2 separate regions of the Ovis aries genome follow, and region 1 is linked to region 2. The links are chromatin contacts, called in public Hi-C maps. All regions are on one chromosome and are shown on one strand. Each heading gives the region's core, a stretch centred on a gene start, on an enhancer-like site or on the middle of the called end of the contact. The rest is flanking DNA. Distances are from core to core; before and after follow the strand shown. Region 1 holds the start of MDN1 (midasin AAA ATPase 1). Region 2 holds the start of MAP3K7 (mitogen-activated protein kinase kinase kinase 7).

The links. A called contact is a pair of places that touch in the nucleus more often than the background predicts.
Region 1: a contact with region 2 is called in a Hi-C map of hypothalamus, with 8 times the contacts expected there. The contact joins the promoter of MDN1 here to the promoter of MAP3K7 in region 2. A contact is called at or near these places in 4 of 16 Hi-C or Micro-C datasets (hypothalamus, liver, muscle and 1 more).

The regions. Positions count from the first base shown.
Region 1 is chr8:47,767,514-47,774,820 of ARS-UI_Ramb_v3.0, reverse strand. It overlaps MDN1 (midasin AAA ATPase 1), which reads right to left and starts at 3,936. Exons shown (of 102, transcript XM_012182781.4): 1 at 3,694-3,936. The coding sequence starts at 3,795.
Region 2 is chr8:47,029,122-47,035,992 of ARS-UI_Ramb_v3.0, reverse strand. MAP3K7 (mitogen-activated protein kinase kinase kinase 7) reads right to left here and starts at 1,965. Exons shown (of 18, transcript XR_009601626.1): 1 at 1,671-1,965. LOC121820172 (a long non-coding RNA gene) reads left to right here and starts at 2,246. Exons shown (of 4, transcript XR_009601631.1): 1 at 2,246-2,624.

The DNA of each region.
Region 1 (7,307 bases), core at 2,687-5,186, 740 kb before region 2:
CCTAGGCACCTAACTCTCATAGCAACCCATGAAGTAGGTTACACTATCCCCATTTTACAGAAAAGGAAACTGAAAATTTTTAAAAAGGGATAAGGTCATAAAGCTGATAGCAGAACCAGGAATCACATCACAGGTTCCAGAATCTCTGCTTTTAACTACTCTGTAACTATTTAGCAACTATCACAGGTAATTGGTATCAAGAAACTAAGACTTAGGAGAGTTGAGCAACTTGTGGAAGCCCCCCAAAACAATGGTAACACACTCCAGTATTCTTGCTTGGGAAATCCCATGGACAGAGGAGTCTGGTGGGCTACGATCATCCATGGGGTCGCAAAAGGGTCGGACACAACTTAGTGAGTAAACAATAAGGAAAGAGAAGAGGACTTCCCTGATGGTCCAGTGGTCAAGAGTTTGTGCTTTCACTGAAAAGGGGGTGGGTTCACTCCCTGGTAGGGGAACTAAGATCCCCATGCCACATGCATTGCCAAAACACAAAACCAAAAGAGGAATCTGATCTGCACCCATCCTTCAGTCCTCCTACCCACACATGCTCTCAAGCACTCTGCTCTTCTTCAACATAGACAGTGATTAAGGACATAAGATGTGATTCTGTGATTTATAGTACAAGAGAAAAAAAAAAAACATACTTAGTCTTCAAAACCCCACACCTGTCCAAGTACCTAAAACTCTGGGAATTTCCTGTGATGAGAGAAATATGCTACAGTAACGCAGTGAATTTTGGAAAGAGGCTAAGCTGGGAGCCAATCACTTGATTAGAGGATTAGAACTTTCATCCCCATGTCTTGACCTCCGAGGAGGGCAGAGGGGCTAGAGATTAAGAGCTGAATCACCAATGGCCAGAGATTTAGTATTGTGCCTGTGAAGAAAGTGTTCATAAAAACCCCACAGAATGTGGTTCGGAGAGCTTCAGGGATGGCTGTCCTGAAAAGTAAAATATTTCTCCAAGTTTTGTGAGTATACTACTCAAAAGCAGAGACATTACTTTGCCAACTAAGGTCCGTTTAGTCAAGGCTATGGTTTTTCCTGTGGTCATGTATGGATGTGAGAGTTGGACTGTGAAGAAGGCTGAGCACCAAAGAACTGATGCGTTTGAACTGTGGTGTTGGAGAAGAGTCTTGAGGGTCCCTTGGACTGCAAGGAGATCCAACCAGTCCATTCTGAAGGAGATCAACCCTGGGATTTCTTTGGAAGGAATGATGCTAAAGCTGAAGCTCCAGTACTTTGGACACCTCATGCGAAGAGTTGACTCACTGGAAAAGACTCTGATGCTGGGAGAGATTGGGGGCAGGAGGAGAAGCGGACAACAGAGGATGAGATGGCTGGATGGCATCACGGACTCGATGGACGTGAGTCTGAGTGAACTCCGGGAGATGGTGATGGAGAGGGAGGCCTGGCGTGCTACGATTCATGGGGTCGCAAAGAGCTGGACACGACTGAGCGACTGGACTGAACTGAACTGAACTAGTAAATTAATTAAATCCAAGAAAGAAATTTCTTGGAACCCCCAATTTATAGGCTAGCTAGTCAGAAGAGCAGGCGAGGGTGGGAGAAGTCTTTTAGGGTTAAGCCTTTACTCTGAAGGAACTGACTCTTTCCACAGGTAAACAGCACCAGAATTGAGTTAAATTGTAGGACACCAGCTGGTATCTGAGAATTGCTCAGTAGTGCTAGAAAGAAAACCCCCGTGTTGGAATTAAGAGTCAGAACTGTAGGATGCTAGTAGTTGTAAGGATGAAGAGAAAGACACAACTGAATAAAGATTCAATACCAAGGAAGGAAAATCAGGAGGACTTGGCTATATGCGACGGAAAAGGAGCGAAAAGAGTTGAGAACACTCAGTTTTCTGTAACAAGGGACTGGACAGAGAGACGGGGGTGTCACCAGCTGAGATGAAGAACAAAGGAAGCACATCCTAAAAATTTATTTCAGATCCCAAACTCCATGAGAAGTAAGGTTTCAAAATCTTTGCTGGGAGTTCCCTGGTGGTCTAGTGGTTAGGACTCCATGCTTCTACTGTCCAGGGCCCACGTTCAATTTCTGGCAGGGGGAACTAAAATCATGAGGTTCAGTGGTGGAAAAAAAAGGTCTTTGCTCTCCAGTAAAAATCAGTTTCCCCAAATAGGAGAAAAACAGGATGACAACACAATCAACTCTTATCTGTGTGAAAAGCTTGAAATCACTACTGAAAATAAAAAGGAGCAAACCTGAAAGACATTATTCAGATTGGATAGAATCTGAGACAGAGGAGAGACAAATGGAAAGCACAGGTGGCCGGAATCTTAATTCAATTGAACTTTCTAGTAGCTTTCAAGTCCCTCAACATTACTATATACAGTCTCAGAATCCACCTGAGTGGTTCCCATGCTTCAGAATCTCAGATTCTCTTTTTTTTAAAAGGCTATGAACCATTTCCTCATTTTACTCCCAATACATAAGCACTAATTTTCCATCCAATTACTGCGAAGAACCATAAACAAACCTCCTGCTGTCAGTGGTCCATGATCCCCAGCTTCAGAACCTCTGCTTTAAATGCAAACCCACTTACAGAAGAATGCTTCTAGCCATAATACATAGTTCAGGAGCCTGTCACCACAACTTCAGCTCATATAAATTGATTTTTTCATTAGTCCAGCCCATCAAAAGTCAGTTTTCTTTCCAGACCTCTCCCTTAATGTTAACGATCCCTTCCTTGGGGGAAATCACAGGCCAGATAACCCCAGGAATATCTTCCACTCCTCCCTCCCCTTTGCCACACACGTTCAATTTGTCATCAGATACGTCTCTCTGTTAGCTCCAGGCCTCTCCAGACCCGAAAAACTGCTGTTGCTTCCTTAGCAATAGGATGTCTATCTTCTAGATACAGGAGTTAGGGGAAAAAAAAAAAAAAAATTTCCCCCTACTCTCAAGCTCACAGGTGTGGTGGGGAAGCATAAAATAGAAAGTTAAAACGCCAGGTGAAAAAATGCGTGATAAGGATCCTCAACTCAGATAGCGGGAGGTCAACGGGAGAAGGCTCTTAAAAGGCCAGAGCACCCATTTTCCAGAAAACTAATTCATAATTCCTATGGCTTATGAATTATGCCCTCGCTGTCTCGCTTGGCCCATCAGTTGTATCCTGTGTTTATGAAAGTCTCCAAAAATAGACACGAAATACCTTGGGGGTCTGAGACCATAACGAATTTATCTGTATCCGCAAAGTGCCACACTGTGTCTTACTCCCAGCAGGAATACAATTAATACTTGTCAGTGGGCAGGAAAGTCAGAACAAGGCAGAAAGGAAATACCCACCCAAGCTAACAGAGGTGGCTGGACTTGTCGGCAAGCTTAAATAATACAAATGTCAAAAGGGCAAACACGCAACCTCAACTACCAAAAAAAGAAACACAAAAAACCACGTTTTTCTCTGAAGGTCATGTTTGGCGCACGCAGCCAGGGTGCTGCAAGGAAATAAATCGGTGGAGAGAAGGGAAGACTCTCCCACAGAAAAACAAAAGGCTCCTTCCAGGCTCCTCAAATGCGCGCGGACGCCTCCGCCACTGGCCAGCCTTGGGGAGGGGGCCAGAGTGACAAGACACGGATCTCCGGTCCCCTGCGTCTTCGCGCAGGGCCATGGGGCACGCGCCAGGCGGTGAGGGGACGGCCCAATTCTTTCCCTCCCGTTCCTTCTCTTACCTGCTTGACCAAGAACCTGCCCAGCTCGCTGCGGCTCTTCTCATTCTTGGCAGCGATTAACCGCAGCGGCGCGGCCGCTACCTCCAGCAAGAGGTGCTCCATGATCACGGGTCCTCCGCCCCGGGCGGCCACAGGCGCTCCTTGCTTCGCGCTAAGAACCCCCGAGCCGCTGAGGTCCTGGCGCCGGAACTGCCACCAACTGCGTCTCCAGTGAAAGCGGCTGCCGCTGCTTCGCCACTACCTAGAGAGCGGCAGCAGCACACGTGGGGGGGAGCACGCGGCGCTCTGCATCATCAGTCCGCGACCGCACCAACCGGCGATCGCGGCCCGCCTCCTCGGCACCGGAAACGCGGGGCGTCAGTATCTATATAGTTCCGGCATAGACTCCATCAGAAATAGCTTTTGCTGGTGGAGGTTAACGGTTACAATGATGGTTGATCCGGCGACAAAGGGTGGCGTGACAGCAATTCAGGAGAAGCTAGGGGGCCCTTAGGGCCGTGTGCCTACGATCCTCAGCCCGCCATGCCTCCCTCTGCGTCAGCAGGCAAAAGGATCAGCTAGGAATGAAAAGCAAATTTACCCCCTCTAAACTCCTCTTTTAGACGGTTGGCCTGTGGAAATTCACACACAAGTGTAACAAGCATAGAGAGCCCTCGCAGCAGTCTTATTATAAATACTGGATATAAGTGTTAAGATGGGTGATAAAAGAAATTTTCGCATGTTGAGATACAGAAAAGTCATTTTGGGTTATACATGAGTTAAGGAAAATAGCCTCTTTTTGGCCTATCAAACAAATTGTATATGTGCTTTAATTATTAAAGAGAAGAGCACGCTGACAAGAGGTAAAGAATGCCCATGTTAAAAATAAAGATTAAATGCCTTTCTTTCTGGGAGGCTAATGCTGGTCCTGCTTTGATGATGATTTCCTTTTCCAGGTGCCCAGGCCATGGGGACTCTCATATACTTGCTGGTGTGTGTGTGTGTTTTAAACCTTGAAGAAATGTAATGTCTGTGCGTGTGTTTTAAACTTTGAAGAAATGTAGTGTGTGTGTGTGTGTGTGTTTTAAACCTTGAAGAACTGTAACCCTGTCTTATTTAATGTTCTTTGTTTTGACAAGGTATAAAATTGTCCTGGAACCCACGCTTCTCTGGAGCAGCTTCACAGAGTCATCTGGGAAGCTGGCTTCTGGGCTAGTCCTTAGTTTGGCTGAAATAAAACTTGTTTCTATTCTTATTATAAATCATTGATTATTTTCATTGACATGACATGGGAATGAAAGTATGGTATATAGGACACTGAATATTCTAAAGGCACTGTGAAGAGTGGAGTAGAAGAGTACATAAAATTAAAAGTGCATTTATGTCAAATTCATTCATGAACAAGCCAAAATAATGACAAAGTCAGAGCAGTGGTTGCTTTTGACTGCAGGGAACTTCCTAGGGTGATGGAAATATTTCATTATCAACCCCGGTGTGGTGGTTACTCTGATAGATATAAAAGCCATAATTTATTTGCTTTTTTCTTTAAAATTGAGGATATATGTCTAAGTACTGCGTTCCAAGGTCTTCTCAGGTGGCTCAATGGTAAAGAATCGCCTGCCAACGCAGGAGGTGGGGTTTTGATCCCTGGGTTGGGAAGGTCCCGTGGAAGATGAAATGGCAACCCACTCCAGTATTCTTGTGGAGAATCCCATGGACAGAGGAGCTTGGCAGGGTACAGTCCATTAGGTCACAAAGAGTTGGACATGACTGAGTGACTGGACACGAATGTACTGTATTCCAAGTTTCCCCTGGATTTCCCATTCTGGGTGGATATATTACTTTGAAATGCAGGTAAGTTTACCATGTTCATAGACCTTTGATTTTAAGTTGAAAAGACAGAGACATTGACCAATGTTAAAGTATTACAATGTTTGAAAGAACTTGAGGTTTCACTACATGTTTACGTACTTATGTAATACCCAACAATCTTTTGTATTCTATTACAAGTTAATCATAAAAGAGCTGTTGCCTGTAAGTTTAAATTATAAATAATGGTCCATCTCTGGGAACCCTGCTTCCAGGTAATGAGCATTAAGCTAAGATACTGTTTTTTAGCTCATAGGAAACATCTTGACCAGACCTACTTTTGAATGACTATAGAGAGGAAGAAATGAACACATCCCCTCCAGAGGCTGATGGGAACCAGGAAGTGTTTGACTTCACTCCCTCCCCTTTTAGTATAAGAGGAGCCTGAATTCTAACTCAGGCAAGATGGTTCTTTGGGGCATGAGTTCACCATCTTCTCTGCTGGCTTTCCAAATTAAGCTGTTATGCCTTGCTCCAACAACTGGTCTCTTGATTATTGGCCTGTCATGTGTCATAGTAGTAATGAGCTTAAACTCAGTAACCCTTAGGAATGTTTTACTTATCAGTTTTTGTGTTTGTCCTACAAGTATGAAGTGTTTAAAAAACAGATGAAATGCATTACATTTAAATGGGGTTTAAAATACTGAAAGGAGTTTAACTATATGCTATAAATGGGAGCAATTACTAATTTAAATTCATCAAAGTCTTTCTCTGGCCTTCCATTCTCATATTTTATGTAACAATTTTAATAAAACTCTGCAGTTTTATTCTGTCATTGCCATAATTGTTCCAGTAATCTAACTATTTGTAACAAATTATTAAATTATACTGACTTAAAACACCAACTATTTTATGTGTGTGTGTGCTAAGTCACGTCAGTCATGTTCGACTCTTTGCAGCCCTATGGACTGTAGCCTGCCAGACTCCTCTGTCCATGGGATTCTCCAAGCAAGAATACTGGAGTGGGTTGCCATGCCCTCCTTCAGTAGATCTTCCCAAGCCAAGGACTAAACGCATGTCTTCTGCATGGGAAGGCAGGTTTTTTACCAATCACTAGCGCCACCAATACTTTAAAATAGGGAGGTTCAGGAATTTGAGCAGGGCTCTGCTGGCAATTCTTGTCTTCCATGGGATATTGACTGAGGGCATTCAGTTGTATTGAGTTAGTCAATGGCCTAATCTGGTGGGTCCAAGATAGGTTCACTCACACATCTTGTATCTTGGCAGGGATGGCTGGAAGGCTGAGCTCAGCTGGAACTTTAAGCTGGAATGCTTACATGACCATTTGAGGTCGAGAAGAGAGAGATCTCCAAAAAGCCTGGATAGAAACTGCAAGGTCTTAGAAGTCCTAAAACATCCCTGTCCTTGCATCATATGGTCAAGCAAGTCGCTAAAGCCAGTCCAGATTCAAGGGACTGGAAATTAGACTTCATTTCTCAATGGAGGAGTGGCAAATAATTTCCAGTCATCTCTATTTACCACAGCTGATGCACTTTTTGAGATTTCTAACAGAATTTTCCAGAGCACTTTCATTTGAATTAGTTGAGTAACAGAATTTTTATAATACTAACACTGGAATTGTTAAGCCTAGCCTCTTACCCACATTTAGGATACTGAGTATCTTGCACTTGTTCCTTTAGATAGATTCCCCCTCCTTCTCTCCTTCTTCATCCTCCTCTCTGCCCTTTGGTGCTGACCTGTCCAGACTACAAGGAGTTTGAGTCTTAAGTGTGTTCATGACATATTGCAATCGAGGTATCATTGCT
Region 2 (6,871 bases), core at 716-3,215:
ACAAGCATAGCAAGCAGTTCGCCACAGAGTAGACGTAAATGCTTATTTAAAAACTGCAATTCTTTTATACTGACTCACCGAATTTTTATTCTTAAAAAAGAAAGAATGTTAGCCATGAAAGCGGGATCAACTATCCAATTCTGAAAAAAGAATTTATCATAGTCTCAATAGAAACACACACACACACACACAAAGACACACACAAAACTCCCCCCTTCCAAAATATGGGTCCTTCTTTTAGCCATATGACCTTAAAGCAGGTCACAGTTCCTTTCTGGAACTCAGTTTCCTAATAATGTGTGTCAGGCACTGAGTTGGGTGTTTTGCATGTACTGCCTAATAAAGTCTCATACAAATAAAATGAAGTAGAAATTATAATTATTTTATAGTTAAGGAAACTAAAGCTCAAAAATGTTAGTCAGGAAACTTGCTCCAGATCACGCAGCTAATAAATGGCATAGCTGATACACTGAACCATCATCTAACTCCAAAGGTTTTGCTCTTCCCACTTACACTATCTTGTAAAATGAGGCTGTTTTCAGCGATCTTTAAGATTATTTTAAGCAAGTAAAAATAAAGTAATCCATTATTCTTCCAAAACATGCATAGAAAAAAAAAATTATTCGTCGAAGGATAATTATCTACTTTTAGCTTACCACTGTCTAAAAGTAACTTAAAATTTTTAAAATAGAGATAATTCTTTGAGAACATGCAGGATTCTCGTGGGTGTATGTAATGCAGGGTACTTAGTAAATTTCTTAAATGATAAACAAATGGTAAATAATAAATACTATTTCCAACCAAAGTTTTAATACTTTCTAAAGTGTCTTTAAAATATACATAGCTTTCAGTTTTCTAAATTTTATGGTCTATACAACCAACCTCTGTGCATTGAAAAGCAACGTGCTAAAGGCACATTGTTACCTTGCTCCAAAATAATTTTAAATATTGCAGAATAAAGGATGTATTCGGGTTTTATAACAGCGATTTCTGGTTTGATCTCACATTCTAGTTGTCACTGAAATCAATCGTTATTTCTTCAGAATATGCTACTCGAAACATTTTTTCATCCTAAACCAGTCTACATTACTACTGGTGAAATTAGCCTAAATTAGTCTAATTGAAGGCTATTAAATAACATTTAATATGACTACTGCTCTATGGAATCGGCAAAACAGCTATTCGGTACTTGGAAAAACTATTAGACTTGTGGATGTATTAATTTACGAAGCATCCATTGAGCACCCACTGCGTGCCAGATGCTGAGCCAGAAGTCGAACATAATATAATCCTTGACCCTTAAGAACACCATGTTTTGGAGAACTAAAACTCCAAAACGGCCATGGTCTTTGATATATTTTACTACTTACAGATTCTAGAACTGGTGGACCAGACGATCGCACCAGTTTATCCTTTTCCGTTTGAGATGACCCAAACTCCAAGCACCGGAATATTAAATCCAAACTCAAGAGTGCTAAAGGGAGAAAAAAAGAGAGCTACCCCGGAGCAGCTGAACGCGGAGAGCCCCTTTATACCCGGTCTCTGTGGGGTGTGGAGACTCCCGGGTGGGTCTCAAGAAATAGAAAGGTTGGGGAGGCGCCTTAAGAGTTAGGACCAGGCAGAGACCGGGACAGGCCAGGGCTCGAGCCTCCGTGCCGGGCCTCGCTCACCTCTTCCACCTCGATCTCCTTGTAGTCTATCTCTTCAAAGTTGAGGACTTGGGAGGGGGCTTCGATCATCTCACCGGCGGAAGACGAGGAGGAGGAAGAAGCGGCGGAGGCTGTAGACATGATCCCTCGCGGAGCCCGGGGGGCCCGGGAAGGCTGCCGCCCGGACAGTCCGGGGGAGACCCGCGCCCACCCGCCTCCGGACCGACCTTCAACCTGGAGCCACGGCGATCCGTGGCGGGGACAGGGACAGCGGCCACAGCCGAGTCCCGGCTCCGGCTCAGCTGCGTTTTCCGCCGCCCGGCCCCGCCCACCAAACTTCCGGTTCCGGCCAGAAATCGGAAACAAGAGGAGGGCCTTGAGATCAAGGGAGGGGAGGGGAGAATTCGGTGACTGAGACAGAGAAAGGAAGGACAGGTTGGGGGTGGGGTGGCGCAGGGGTGGAGTTGGGGAGGGTGGGAGGCTAGTTTGGACCTGAGAGACAAATTTCGCGAGACCTTTATTAAGGGCCTTCAGCAAAGTGATGATACCGCGAGAGCTGACATGTGACGTAATTAAAACGCGCGAACGGAAGTGGCGCAGAGCACGATGGAATCTCAGTACGGTTGGTCCTTTAGGAACCAGCGGGAAAGATAAAAGCTACAGTTTCAGCCTTGCTGGGTGAAGTATGTTTTGACCCCGCTCCCTTTTCTGTCAGAGACCTGCAGATGGACGGGGTAGTATTGGATTGAGTTTTTGTGATGAAGCTTACTATGCAGTTTCACTCCTAAGCTAAACTGCACTATTTCTTCAAAAGCCTAGGAAAATGTATTTTGTGTTTGGAGGGAAGCGATTGCTACTGTTACTTTGAGCCAGTCCCTGATGCTATCAGAGATTCTAAAGAAAATAATACACAGCGAGCCAGCGTATGTAACCTGAATAATACAATATAGGCTCACGAACAGAAGTTAATTTTAGGTAAGGTAGATATTTATGATTTGGCATAATTTGTCTTTCATTTGAACATATAGGATGTATTGGTACATGTCGGAGTGCAGTGCTTTGTGCTGGATGCTTTGCATTTATGTATCCCTATTTTATCATTAACAGTAGCCTTGCAAATTAAATATTTTTGTTGCCATTTTCAGGACAGGAGTAGACAGGCTCTGGAGTAAATCAATTATGATTCTCACAAGCACCTAGCTCAGTATATTTCCAAGGTGAGAAGTATTTCCTGCGTTGTACTGTCAACACAATTTTTACTTTTAAACTATCTGTTAAGCATCAGTCAGTTTGACCTAAAGGCTAATTGGGAAAATTGGAGTTAGAGATGAAGGTTTAAGAATGAAACGTTGTGAAGGTCAAGTTCTATCTCAGTAGGAGACCAAAAAGGGAACAGTCAGAAAGGAGAAAGTGAGGGGAATGGTGATGGCAATATCAGTGGCGGACAGTTTTTCAAGTAAGGAATAGCTAACCAACATTGGGATTGCCAATAGGTCATTGAATTTGGCAATTAAGAAGTTATGACCTCCTGGAAGACAGGGTGTCGTTTTTTTATTTGTAGTGTTAATAACAATGATAATTTGGTGAATGGGTAAGAGAATGGAAGAATAATTTCTTTCACAGAGCAATCTCTGGGTGATCTTACCCAGGGTATTGACCACTTTTATGATGATAACTCACAATCTCTCCCAGTTTTCAAATTTTTCCTGAATTCTGGACCTACTGGACATCTCTGTTTAGACGTAACTTAGCATATGAACTTTAAGATTCCAAAAACAAATTCAGAAGTTATCACCCACTACATATATATTCTTTGTGTGCATTTTCTGTCTCCATGAAGGATCCCATTGTTTACTCAGTTGTCCAAGTGAGAAATCAGAGCTTTATTTCTATGTGTATTACAACAAAATGATGCTTAATTAGTGCACTAATAACCAAATAGAATGGAGAAGGAAATGGCAACCCACTCCAGTATTCTCGCCTGGGAAATTCCATGGGCAGAGGAGTCTGGAAGGCTACAACCTATGGGATTTCCCAGGCAAGAATACTGGAGTGGGTTGCCATTTCCTTCTCCATTCCTTCTCCAGTCGGACACGACTGAGCAACTAAACAAAAAACAACCACCAAATGGAAACATATTAAATTAATGGGATAACCATTTTTACCTGTCATTTCTTTACTCAAATTCCCAAACTAGAATGGTCAACTTTTAACCTTGTCCTTTCACTCACAGGTCATATTTACTTTTTCTTTAACACTTTGATCTTAAAACAGTGGATGCTACCAAGTGGGAATTGAGATAATTCTTTTATGTTTTGGCTGAATGAATACTTTTGCCAGTCCTAACTTTCATGGAGTGCATGATCTGTTTTCTGTACCTTCAGTTTAGAACTAAAGGCAGACAAGGGATTAGTCACCATAATCATGATGGTGTTCTGCTTGGGTTTTTTTTTCCCCAAAAATTTTGTTATGAAAAATATCGAAATACAGAAAAGTTGAAAGAATTTCACAGTAAACCACTACATACTTACTGGTAGGATGCTATCATTAACATTTTACTATACTTGTTTTTATCCCATATCTGTCTATGCATCCTCTCATGCGTACATCTTTCTTATTTCGTTGGATGCATTTCAAAGTGAATCTCCTTCATGATCTTGAACATCTACCTTAATACTTCTGCTTCTATATTTTATGCACAGATTCGGACTTCTGATGTTGATGGTAATCTAAAATCAATCCTTATGCTATTTGCTTGCAGTTTTTCTTTCTTTCTTTTTTTTTTAAGTCCCCTCTCTCAGCAGTGCTTATGACTCTGGATCTTATCATCCTTAAGGTCCAGTGTACCTCTCTCATTCTGTGATTTGATTTTATGAGCTAGTTCAGTTCAGTTCAGTAGCTCAGTCCTGTCCGACTCTTTGCGACCCCATGAATCGCAGCACGCCAGGCCTTCCTTTCCATCACCATTGCCCCAAGTTTACCCAGACTCATGTCCATCGAGTTGGTCATGCCATGCAGCCATCTCATCCTCTGTCATCCCCTTCTCCTCCTGCCCCCAATCACTCCCAGCATCAGGGTCTTTTCCAATGAGTCAACTCTTTGCATGAGGAGGCCAAAGTATTGGAGTTTCAGCTTCAACATCAGTACTTCCAAAGAACACCCAGGACTGAACACCCAGGATGGACTGGTTGGACCTCCTTGCAGTCCAAGGGACTCTCGAGTCTTCTCCAACACCACAGTTCAAAAGCATCAATTCTTTGGTGCTCAGCTTTCTTCACAGTCCAACTCTCACATCCATACATGACCACTGGGAAAACCATAGCCTTGACTAGACAGACCTTTATTGGCAAAGTAATGTCTCTGCTTTTGAATATGCTATCTAGGTTGGTCATAACTTTCCTTCCAGGGAGTAAGCGTCTTTTAATTTCATGAGCTGGTACATTCCCATTTTTTCATTTAAGCTGATTCAAGTTGTATTTTTGTTATTTGCGATCAAAGAATCAAATAATATAGTTTGAATCTAGAGAATTGAGGGAGGGGAATTTGTCTCAGTTCACCTGAATTTTGACTTCATATTCCTTTTAACTTTTTTAACTTTCATGAGTTAAGGATGGAAGCTTAGACCTCACAATGTCATGTGAACTTTAGTCACTTGTCTATAGCGTCTCCACAAATTTCCAGAGATCCAGATAATCACGATGATGTGATCACTCACCTAGAGCCAGACATCCTGGAATGTGAAGTCAAGAGGGCCTTAGGAATCATCACTATGAACAAAGCTAGTGGAAGTGATGGAATTCCAGTTGAGCTATTTCAAATTCTAAAAGATGAAGCTGTGAAAGTGCTGCACTCAATATGCCAGCAAATTTGCGAAAATCTCAGCAGTGGCCACAGGACTGGAAAAGATCAGTTTTCATTCCAATCCGTAAGAAAGGCAATGCCAAAAAATGCTCAAACTACTACACAATTGTACTTGTCTCACACGCTAGTAAAGTAATGCTCAAAATTCTCCAAGCCAGGCTTCAACAATACATGAACTGTGAATTTCCAGATGTTCAAGCTGGCTTTAGAAAAGGCGGAGGAACCAGAGATTAAATTGCCAACATCTGCTGGACCATCAAAAAAGCAAGAGAGTTCCAGAAAAACATCTATTTCTTTTTTATTTGACTATGTGAATCACAATAAACTGGAAAATTCTTCAAGAGATGAGAATACCAGACCACCTGACCTGCCTCTTGAGAAATCTGTATGCAGGTCAAGAAGCAACAGTTAGAACTGGACATGGAACAACAGGCTGGTTACACATTGGGAAAGGAGTATGTCAAGGCTGTATATTGTCACCCTGCTTATTTAACTTCTATGCAGAGTACATCATGAGAAATGCTGGGCTGGATGAAGCACAAGCTGGAATCAAGATTGCTGGGAGAAATATCAATCACCTCAGATATGCAGATGACACCACCTTTATGGCAGAAGGTGAAGATGAACTAAAGAGCCTCTTGAAAGTGAAAGAGGAGAGTGAAAAAGTTGGCTTAAAGTTCATCATTCAGAAAACTAAGGTCATGGCACCTGTTCCCATCACTTCATGGCAAATAGATGGAGAAACAGTGGCAGACTTTATTTTTTTGGGCTCCGAAATCACTGCAGATGGTGATTGCAGCCATGAAGTTACAAGACGCTTACTCCTAGGGAGAAAAGCTGTGACCAACCTAGACAGCATATTAAGAAGCAGAGACATTACTTTGCCAACAGAGGTCTGTCTAGTCAAGGCTATGGTTTTTCAGTAGTCATGTATGGATGTGAGAGTTGGAATATAAAGAAAGCTGAGCACCGAAGAATTGATGTTTTTGAACTGTGGTGTTGGAGAAGACTTTTGAGAGTCCCTTGGACTGCAAGGAGGTCCAACCAGTCCATCCTAAAGGAAATCAGTCCTGAATGTTCATTGGAAGGTCTGATGTTGAAGCTGAAACTCCAATACTTTGGCCACCTGATGCGAAGAACTGACTCATCTGAAAAGACCCTGATGCTGGGAAAGATGGAAGGCGAGAGGAAAAGAAGATGACAGAGGATGTGATGGTTGGATGGCATCACTGACTTAGACATGAGTTCAAGTAAACTCCGGGAGTTGGTGATGGACTGGGAGGCCCAGCATGCTGCAGTCCATGTGGTCGCGAAGAGTTGGACACAACTGAGTGACTGAAGTGAACTGAATATCAAGCTAT